2 separate regions of the Hordeum vulgare genome follow, and region 1 is linked to region 2. A link is a contact called in public Hi-C data. All regions are on one chromosome and are shown on one strand. The core of a region is the stretch at or near the end of the contact, and the rest is flanking DNA. Distances in the headings are between cores, read along the strand shown. Region 1 holds the start of LOC123444004 (myosin-2 heavy chain-like). Region 2 holds the start of LOC123444003 (probable protein phosphatase 2C 8).

Region 1 (4,374 bases), core at 1,375-3,874, 510 kb after region 2:
ATCTTCCCTCTTGTTCTCCAGGTCTACAATTAAAATCTTCAGGTCATCCCTCTCGTTTTCAGTAGTCTGCTTCTCGCCAGATAACGTCCTCATCTCATTCTCCATGACTGTTGATTTCTTCAGGGATTCTGCTGCCTCCTTCTCTGCACCTTCAACCAACAATTTTAGATGTTCGTTCTCTGATGACAAATTTGCAACGTCTGAACTAGTAGTTTCTTTGTCCGTTATTGCTTTTTCTAATAGCTTCTTCAGTTCAGATATTTCCTTCGTTTTTTCTTCTGCATTTTGTTTCAGCTTCTGAATTTCTGCTTCCATACTTTGCTTTTCACCTTGATGCTCTCTAGCAAGCTTCTGCATCCAGCCATTTTCTTCATTTAGTGCATCTAATTTCTGACTTGGAATGTCAGTGTCTGATCTGTCTCCTTCCGAGTCTGAATCGGACGAATCTGAACCAGTGGAACTGTGACCAACATTTTCTAGTTTACTGATTAGATCTTTGCAGTGCTTGTGAAGGTGCTGATAGTCTTCATGGAAGCCCTTTACAAGGGAGGACAGTTTTGATTTCTTGAAGGTATTTCCAGAATCATCTGGTTCGCTTTCAGCCAGCTCACTCTCCTCTCCTATCATTCGCAAAATGTGCTCCACATTCTCATCAACACCTGAGGAAATAACAAAACAACTAAACTTTATTCAAATAATAAATGGTAGAAGCAAGAGTAATGTTTTCTAGAACTCGAAAGTGCTCGGATAACCAGGCAAAATATAAACTAAATCAGTACTATATCAACACTCAACAGGCTACTCTATTTATGGAAAATAATTGGATGAATGGAGAAAATGCGATTGGTGGTTCCTCTACAGTCTAGAACACAAAAAAGTGCATGATAATTGATATGAGTTGCATATTAGTCAAGAGAATACCCTTTTTGTTCTCCAAGAAATGTTTGGACTTTCTATTTTTGTGTTTCTTCGTCATGCTGGACTGCTGAAGGTCACTATATCCACAACCTTCTCTCCTGGACGGCAGATGACTCGAGGATGAACTGTGCAAGAACGAAAAAAGCAATTAATTCACAACTCATCCGGTAGTACAATTGTCACAAGAGGGACCATTTAATATGTGTAACTAATCAAGATTTTAAAGAGCTCCAACCCCGATCACTTGCGAACGATCTCCCCCTGCCCGAGGCATCGCGCGTCGATGATTACCCCATCTTCATCCAGGAGGACCAGTCAGTGAGCCTCAGACCGGACGTAGAGGATCCCCACATTCGACAGTGTGCGCTAAGATATGGATATGCCTGTCAGTATAGCATCTCGATGCCAGCTGACACATCCAATCCAAGAACACATACATGATGTATATAGCAGCCAGCGACTACTCGGCTAGCTACTTATCATTTTCCTAAACTACTGTGCTACTTGCTTATTGCTTTGTCCATGGTTTGAATCTATGGGTTTAGTCCATAGGATCCTGAAAGGATCGGGTTCCACTATCAATGAGATAGCGGAACAAAAAACAAGAAAAAAGGGTCATGGCGCAAGTAAAACTAAAGTAAGCAAGAGGTCATGTCCATCTCATACAACCTGCTTACTAGGCTATGCCACATGCACCGCTAACATTGCCTAGATGAAGAGTCTAAACGAGTCTATGGTTTTAGTTTATATCAGGAAAAAAGGAATATATGGTTTAGTCCATAAGTGAGAAACAGCTTGGATTGGGTTGGGTGGAAAAGGCATGCAATTTGGTTTAGTCTGGATGCCAGCTTATTTGTTTTGTTTTGTTTTGGTTTGGTTCGGTTCTGTTGCTGGAGGCGTGACGCTAGAGGTTTACTGATCTGAGCACTGCTGCTTGTTTCTGTGGCTCCTTTTTCAGTTATTTTTCTCTTCTCTGTGTGCTCTGGTGATGTTCCTCCTGATTGTTGTACCTCTCCCCTCCCCTTGTAATAAAGCATATAAGCAGAGCTCCTGCTGTTGTCGTCAAATAAAGAACAGTCTGGGCTGGGTTCAGTTTGGCTGTCGAACTATTCCCAGGTTTATCTACATCATAGATGGCCCTCCTCCAACAATACCCAAAGTCGTATACAACCATTTTTCCGATTCAACTCGTGCGGAAACTTCTCCGCTACTAGTCCGGTAACAAGAGCAGCCGACCCGCATCTAGATAGACTGTACAATAGAGAGTGAACAGATCAAGAAACGTACCGAACGGGAAACTACAGCTGCATCCTTTACTCTGTATCTCCCGCCTCTTGTTGAACTCGAACTGCTAAGATCTGAGAGAAAACAATAACCAAAGAGCAAGCATGGTCAGGTACCGCGCATGGACTGCAGCCACGCAGATCGGAACAGGGGGAGCAAACTGAAGAAGGAGAGCTGGAAACCGAGCGGAAGAGAAACGGAACAAAAGGAGTTACCGGAAGGGGTGAAGACTGAAGCGGTTGCTCGATCGCCACAGAAGCAAGCCGCGGCCACAGGCTCTCTCTCTCTCTCTCTCTCTCCACTGGGGGCAGCCGATGTGTGGGCAGAGTTAGAAACGTACTGCAGGCGGCCTCGCAGGGAGCGAGTGAACAGCGATCGATTCGTTCTCTTTGAGCTGCCTCGGCCCTTGGGCGTCTGGCTGGAGCTGAAGGCCCTCCGGGTCTGCGCCTTATTACGGGATCGCCACCGAACCCGAACGCCGCTCCCGCCAATTCGAACGCACCTTTGCGGCCACATGGCGGCAGAGGCCCACGAGCCACGAGGCAGCGCGGTCTGTCTGAGCTGGCGGGGGCGTGGGACTGGGAGCCAGCCAATCCAAAGCCGCGGAAGCAAACAAAAACGAAGGTGAGGAATTCGTGGTGGCCGGTGGGGGATGACGAGGACGGACGGCCCTCCTGCTACTACTGTGCCGCAGGTGGTGCCCTGCCTTTGTTCTTGTTGGCTTGTGAGCCATCTTGTCTCCTCCACGACGAATCTTTTGTGGCTGAGCTCCGGTAGATCCAACAGTTAGCCGGTACGAGAACGAGAACGGGGCGTTAGGTTTACGATTAGTTCGTGCGAGAACGGGGTGTTACGTTTGGTCTGTTAACTAGTAAACTTGTACGTGCATTTGCACGTCTTGACTAAAATCATGTTGTATTATAAAACATAAATATTTCTATCATAATATAGAATAACACTTTTGGGAATTTGAAATTTGATGCGAAGTGTGTAAAATTCCTAATTCTCGAGTCATAAAGACGAGTTGATTGTTACATGAACCAACATTTTCCTTATTCAAATAGGGTGATCGCAGTTCACAATCGAACCCCTCTCAAGTTGTACATTTTTTTAGGAGAAGCAAAGCTTTATAAATTAACGGTGCTTAGGCAAATTGCCCGTCGCACACGCAGCCACATTGGCTGGTACATCCGACTCCCACATTACACAATGAGAAGGTTCACACACATCCCCAAGAGTAGCGAGTTCATGAGCAACATTATTCGTACTACGTCTACAAAATGAAATAACATGCTTGAAGAACCAAAGCTTTAGCTGAAGCTTGATGTCCTCAATGACAGCCGAGTAAGTAGATGAGTCTGTCTTCCATATGTCTAGAGCATCACATAAGAGTTGTGAATCAGTCTCAAATACCACTGGATCATTCCCATGTCGGCTGCAAAAGGCACAGCTTGTGCTATGGCATGGACCTCTGTAGCAAAGGCATCTTGAACATTCTCCTATCGTCAAACTCGTGCTCAGATGATGTTTCCATAGGAAGCTCTTGCCACAACGCCCCAGCCCGCATGCATGTCATGAGGCACAAAGGACCATCCACGTTGATTTTGATCATATCATTATTTGGCGGTCGCCACTTCTCCATGTACTTCTTTGCTAGCGCTGAATTGTAGATTTGATTGTACTATAGTACACAGCAGCGTGTGCATCTCGCTAGCTTCATCGTCGAGATTCGCAATTTGCCCTCCCTTAGCTTGTTACGACTGCTCCACCACAGCCGCCAAAAGGTTAGAATGTGCAACCATTTACTCTCATTCAGACTCCAGAGGTAGTCTAGCATTGCATGTACTGGTGTGTTTGCTCAAAATCCATCTGTTCTTTCTCAAGGGCTAGCTCCCTCCGGATTTCTTTCACCACCTTGCATTTGAAGAATAAGTGTGCCCCATCCTCATGGGCGCGGCTATAGAAGTAGCATGTAGCTGTACATCGGGACGTGCATGCCTTTGGATTTGTCTGACTACCCTTGCTTCGATACCCCCACAACATCATTTGTTGCGCCGCTCCACATGTTGTCAACATTCCTAATTCCTACACTCACATAATAACTTGTTATTCAGGGCATAAAGTTGTCGTTGTGTCCACAATTGAATTAAATTTGAGGTATAATATTTCCAA
Region 2 (4,436 bases), core at 1,826-4,325:
CATCACACACAACGAATCACGTAGCTTTTTGCCGCAACCGATCGATCCCGCTGCTAGTGCCAGCACGCACCTTCCGTATGCGCCCGTCGCAGTTCTCGTGATTCCCGCTGTGCGGTCGGACGGCGACGTCTCTAAACTACCTCCGTCCTAGGTGATTTATTCTCGGTCGTTGCGTGTATGATCGATTGCATTATTGTTTTCTTTCACCATAAGCTCATGCACAAGGAATGTAATTGATGGACGGCTTCAAGATAACACCTTTCTACTCTTTAAATGGTTTTGTCTTATATAATGTCTATATACACTATGGAGTCTATTTCGGCATGTAGAAAGATAAACGTGTGTGTGCCGATGAATTAACATAAGTTATTATAGTCATAATGGAAATAATTGTGAATTTGATTAATAAAATTATAATGCATATTGTTGTTGTTCTAGTATATTGGTCGTTTAGGGCCTTAGGGCATCTTCAAGGCCAACATGCATACCTTTAGCAACCGTTCGGATTTTAAAAGTTATTCAACGCGGTCCTGTAACGGTTTGCGGCACAGTTTGTATGTGATTTTCTTATAAACCGAAGACAAACGTGACAAGGTGTACGAGAGTTCGAACCGTTATTTTGCCCGATTCTGACCGTCCTGGTCCATCAAAACCCCCTCCTCCTTCCACGCACGTTTTTCATCTGGTGTGAGTTGTCCGTATTCATGTCGTTGTAGAGTGCGTTAAGGTGGTTCAGGACGGGCACGACCTCTCATTGCCTCCGCCATTAAAGCAGCCCGCCAGCCCAGAACGTCGTCCGCTGCACGCCCGGCTAAACACGCCTCCTCACCGCATTCAAACACTTTCACTAATCCCGCGTGGAAGCCGAGAAACCTATTCTAGTCACATGTCCATTCCTTAGCGGACCGACATTAAACACAACGCTGGCCGAGCTCCTCCGTCTGTCCTTTATTTAAACGAGGCCACACATCGACGAAGAATCACCCCTCCGCCACTCCCCCATCTCCTCTTCATCATTTTTTCCACTTTTTCGATGGTTTCCGGAGAGCAATTCTCTAGCATACAAGTCAGTTGTGTGGCCCGCCGAGCCCATCGGATACGAGCACGAGCGAGGCAGCTCGCGACTCCGCCTCCCTCGCCTAGCCCGGCGGAGCCAGTTGCCGTCCCAAGCTAGCACGTGGTTCAACAACTCACTGCTTCAGGCCAGCTCGATGAGGAGTGACGAGTTGCTTCACGCCAGCACGGGCGAGAGAACAACGGGGACCACCCCACCTGTGTCTACGACCGCGCCTTTTGTGCCCGCGACCGCCCCCTGCCCGTGGTCACGCCATGTAGGCAAAGGCAGAAGCCAGGTACGTGGAGAGCGACGAGCCAGTGGCCAGCGCCTCCGCGTACGCCGCCATCATCGAGGAAAAGTAGAACACGGGAGGTTGATGCCGCTTTGATCCCATGAAGGCCACAGCCGGAGCGATGCTGATGTACACAATCAGGGTCTTGCGTGATTCTTCTCTTGTGAAGACCTTTGTCGATCCCGCATGAATTGCACAGAGGCGGAGGTGCTCGCTTCCCCTCCCGCTAAAGGCTGCCCCGTTTTTTTGCTCCAACGGGGGGTGGGGAAGTGAGGCGTCCTTTACGCTGAAGCATATGCCTCCGGGCTCCTGACAGTCCAGTGAGCGGGCTACCGGACATGTGGAAGACAAAAGAAATCTGCCGTGGCCGACCGTAGACTAGTATAGGGATCGTGAAAGTGGAGATCGCACATATTTTTACTTCTTTAGTTAAAAATGTTAAAAATGTAACGAAATTCGTCGTCTTTGTATGAAATTCGCGTGCATTTGCATGAATTTTGTCTGGTTGGTTTGAGCTGTTGTCAAAATATATGCGACCATGGTTGAATGGCGTCATCCCGTATTTGTGTTCTCGGAATAGTCCTTATCTATCCGCGGACGGATGCGGGAAGAAATTTACGAGTTGCCGTTGCCCTCAAGACGATGATTTTTTAACTACCTACGGTAATAAGGTTTGGGTAGCTCCTTTTAAGGAAGGGCGATGATCGAACGCACATCTTCGATTCCCTTTTTTGTTCATAGTCCCATGTTAGATGGTGTGGATGTAATTTTTGCGAAAAAAGTGATTTTAACTTATCACTAATGCCACATACTTCGTGTGTGCGAGTTTATAAATGGCTACTAGTACTAGAATGTTTGATACCCATTGCAAATTTATTACTAGTGCTATTATTAGTTTCTAAGTTCGATTTTATCAATCCATCTTGTATTTTGCACAAAATTTAACCATGGGTTGGCTAGCAATATTAAAATTATTATTGTATTTGTTTTTGAATTTTTTACTACACATAATTTACATTTTAATAACCAAGCTTATGATAAAAATTGACTCAAATACCAGGGGACTAATAGAACCGAGCAAAGGGATTACCAAATTTAAAGACAATGCATTACAAACCGTATGAAAGGAGTACCAATTTTGAAGACAATGCGTTGCGAATGCCCATCGAAAGTTACCGAGGTCTTCTTTGATTCGTGGGATTTCCAAAACACGGTAATAGAAAAAAAATACATAGACAGGGGTGTCATGCCATAGTCGTATACATGATTGCACTAATGTTTGATTGAGCACATAAAAAGCCATATAAATCTTGACATAAGATTGAATTGGATGAAAATGTATCTAGAATATAGTTCAAATGGATCTTGGATTACATTTCTACGAGTCCAGCATGGTGTGTAGGAATTTTTTTTTCTAACAATCAGAATTTTCAAAAATTCCATTGCAAATTATCATTTGAATCAAAGAGACCTTCAGTGAGCAATGACAACCTGGCTTTGGTTACCGCTTGAGAAATTTGCTTACGCGACGTTAATCGCAGATTTTATTGCCCCACCAGAAATCACCTTACCAAGCAAAATATCCCAAAAATGTGAATTCAACTGAAAACTGAAATTTTGATGAATTTTATCCAAATTTAAAATTCATTGGAAAATTTCGTTCACTCCACGGGAACCGAAAATCTCAATGCCCCACGGGAACTGAAAACTGAACCTTGGTGACAGCTCGTGTGCATCTACCAATTCTGCCCTATCAGTCAAAATTGCACTACATGCCCCACAGGCGTCTTTCCTCTTCCCTCCACGTAACCCCTCGTCCTTTCTATTCAGGTCCCACGCGTTACCTAAAAGGGCCAAGAGTTAGATCGTTCCCTGCACCCTCTCCACAACCACCGCGAGCGACTAGAATGCCTGGCCCCGCCGTCAGAAGCCTATGCCTCTCTCCACGGTCCACATGAGCCGCGCGCACCACGCCCTTCCGCGTGCCCCGAGACTCGGAGCCGCTCATCGCGCTCGCCACGCGCCGGCCGCCGGCTCATCCCCGCCGTCCACGTCCAGGCCCGCGAGATCCACGTCCGGATACGGCTCCCGCCCTCGCTGTCACGTATCCAGTCCATCTACGGGCAATCGGACGGCCACGGAGCGTTGTCTAACCTCTTTCCCCCCGTGGCCGCGCGTATTAGAGGCGGCTCGCCGTCCCTGGCCCCCAGTTTCTTTTTGTTCTCTCCGGCGAGGGAAATGAGCAGCGAGACGAGCAAGCGAGATCATGCACGGGAGCTCCTCGCCGCCGACAGGAAGTTGATGACCGTGGCCCGCACAGCGCGACGACGCCGGCTCGAGGTCCGGCGGCTGGGACGTACTGCGTCTGCGGCTGCAGAGGACGAGGGCGCGAAGCGGGTGCGGCCGGCGCCGGACAGCTCCTCGGACTCGTCTGACTCCGCGAAGGTGGCGCCGGAGCCCCCCTTGGCGGCGTCTAGGTGCTCGGCGTGCGTGTCGCACGGGGCGGTGTCCGTGATCGGGCGCCGGCGGGAGATGGAGGACGCGGTGGCCGTCGCCGCGCCGTTCCTGGCCGATACGGCGGCGGTGGAGGGGAGCGGCGACGTGGAGCACGGGGCAGGGGAAGAGGGCTTCTTCGCTGTGTACGACGGGCACGGCGGGTCCCGCGTGGCGGAGGCGTGCCGGTCGCGGATGCACCTGGTGCTCGCAGAGGAGGTGCGGCTTCGTCGTCCGCGGCCTGAGGGCGGAGGGCAGGGTCGGGCCGTGGACAACGAGGCAGACGGCGCGCGGTGGAAGGAGGCCATGACGGCCTGCTTCGCCCGGGTGGACGGCGAGGTCGGCGTCGACGACGGGACCGACACCGGCGAGCAGACGGTGGGCTCCACCGCCGTAGTGGCCGTGGTGGGCCCGCGCCGCATCGTCGTCGCGAACTGCGGCGACTCCCGCGCCGTGCTCTCCCGCGGCGGCGTCCCCGTGCCGCTCTCCTCCGACCACAAGGTACACGACGCCACCACGCAACGCAACGCACCCGTCCGTCCAAACTAACATGGTCAGGTTAATCGCCGGCTCACGCCGTTTTTTCCGCGAGAT

What was found. A called contact is a pair of places that touch in the nucleus more often than the background predicts.
Region 1: a Hi-C map of leaf shows a contact between it and region 2, with 5 times the contacts expected there. The contact joins the promoter of LOC123444004 here to the promoter of LOC123444003 in region 2. A contact is called at or near these places in 3 of 6 Hi-C or Micro-C datasets (leaf and seedling).

What each region holds. Positions count from the first base shown.
Region 1 is chr3H:406,463,261-406,467,634 of MorexV3_pseudomolecules_assembly, forward strand. LOC123444004 (myosin-2 heavy chain-like) reads right to left here and starts at 2,625. Exons shown (of 4, transcript XM_045120599.1): 1 at 2,418-2,625; 2 at 2,206-2,276; 3 at 922-1,043; 4 at 1-659. The coding sequence starts at 976.
Region 2 is chr3H:405,954,864-405,959,299 of MorexV3_pseudomolecules_assembly, forward strand. LOC123444003 (probable protein phosphatase 2C 8) reads left to right here and starts at 3,076. Exons shown (of 3, transcript XM_045120598.1): 1 at 3,076-4,343. The coding sequence starts at 3,588.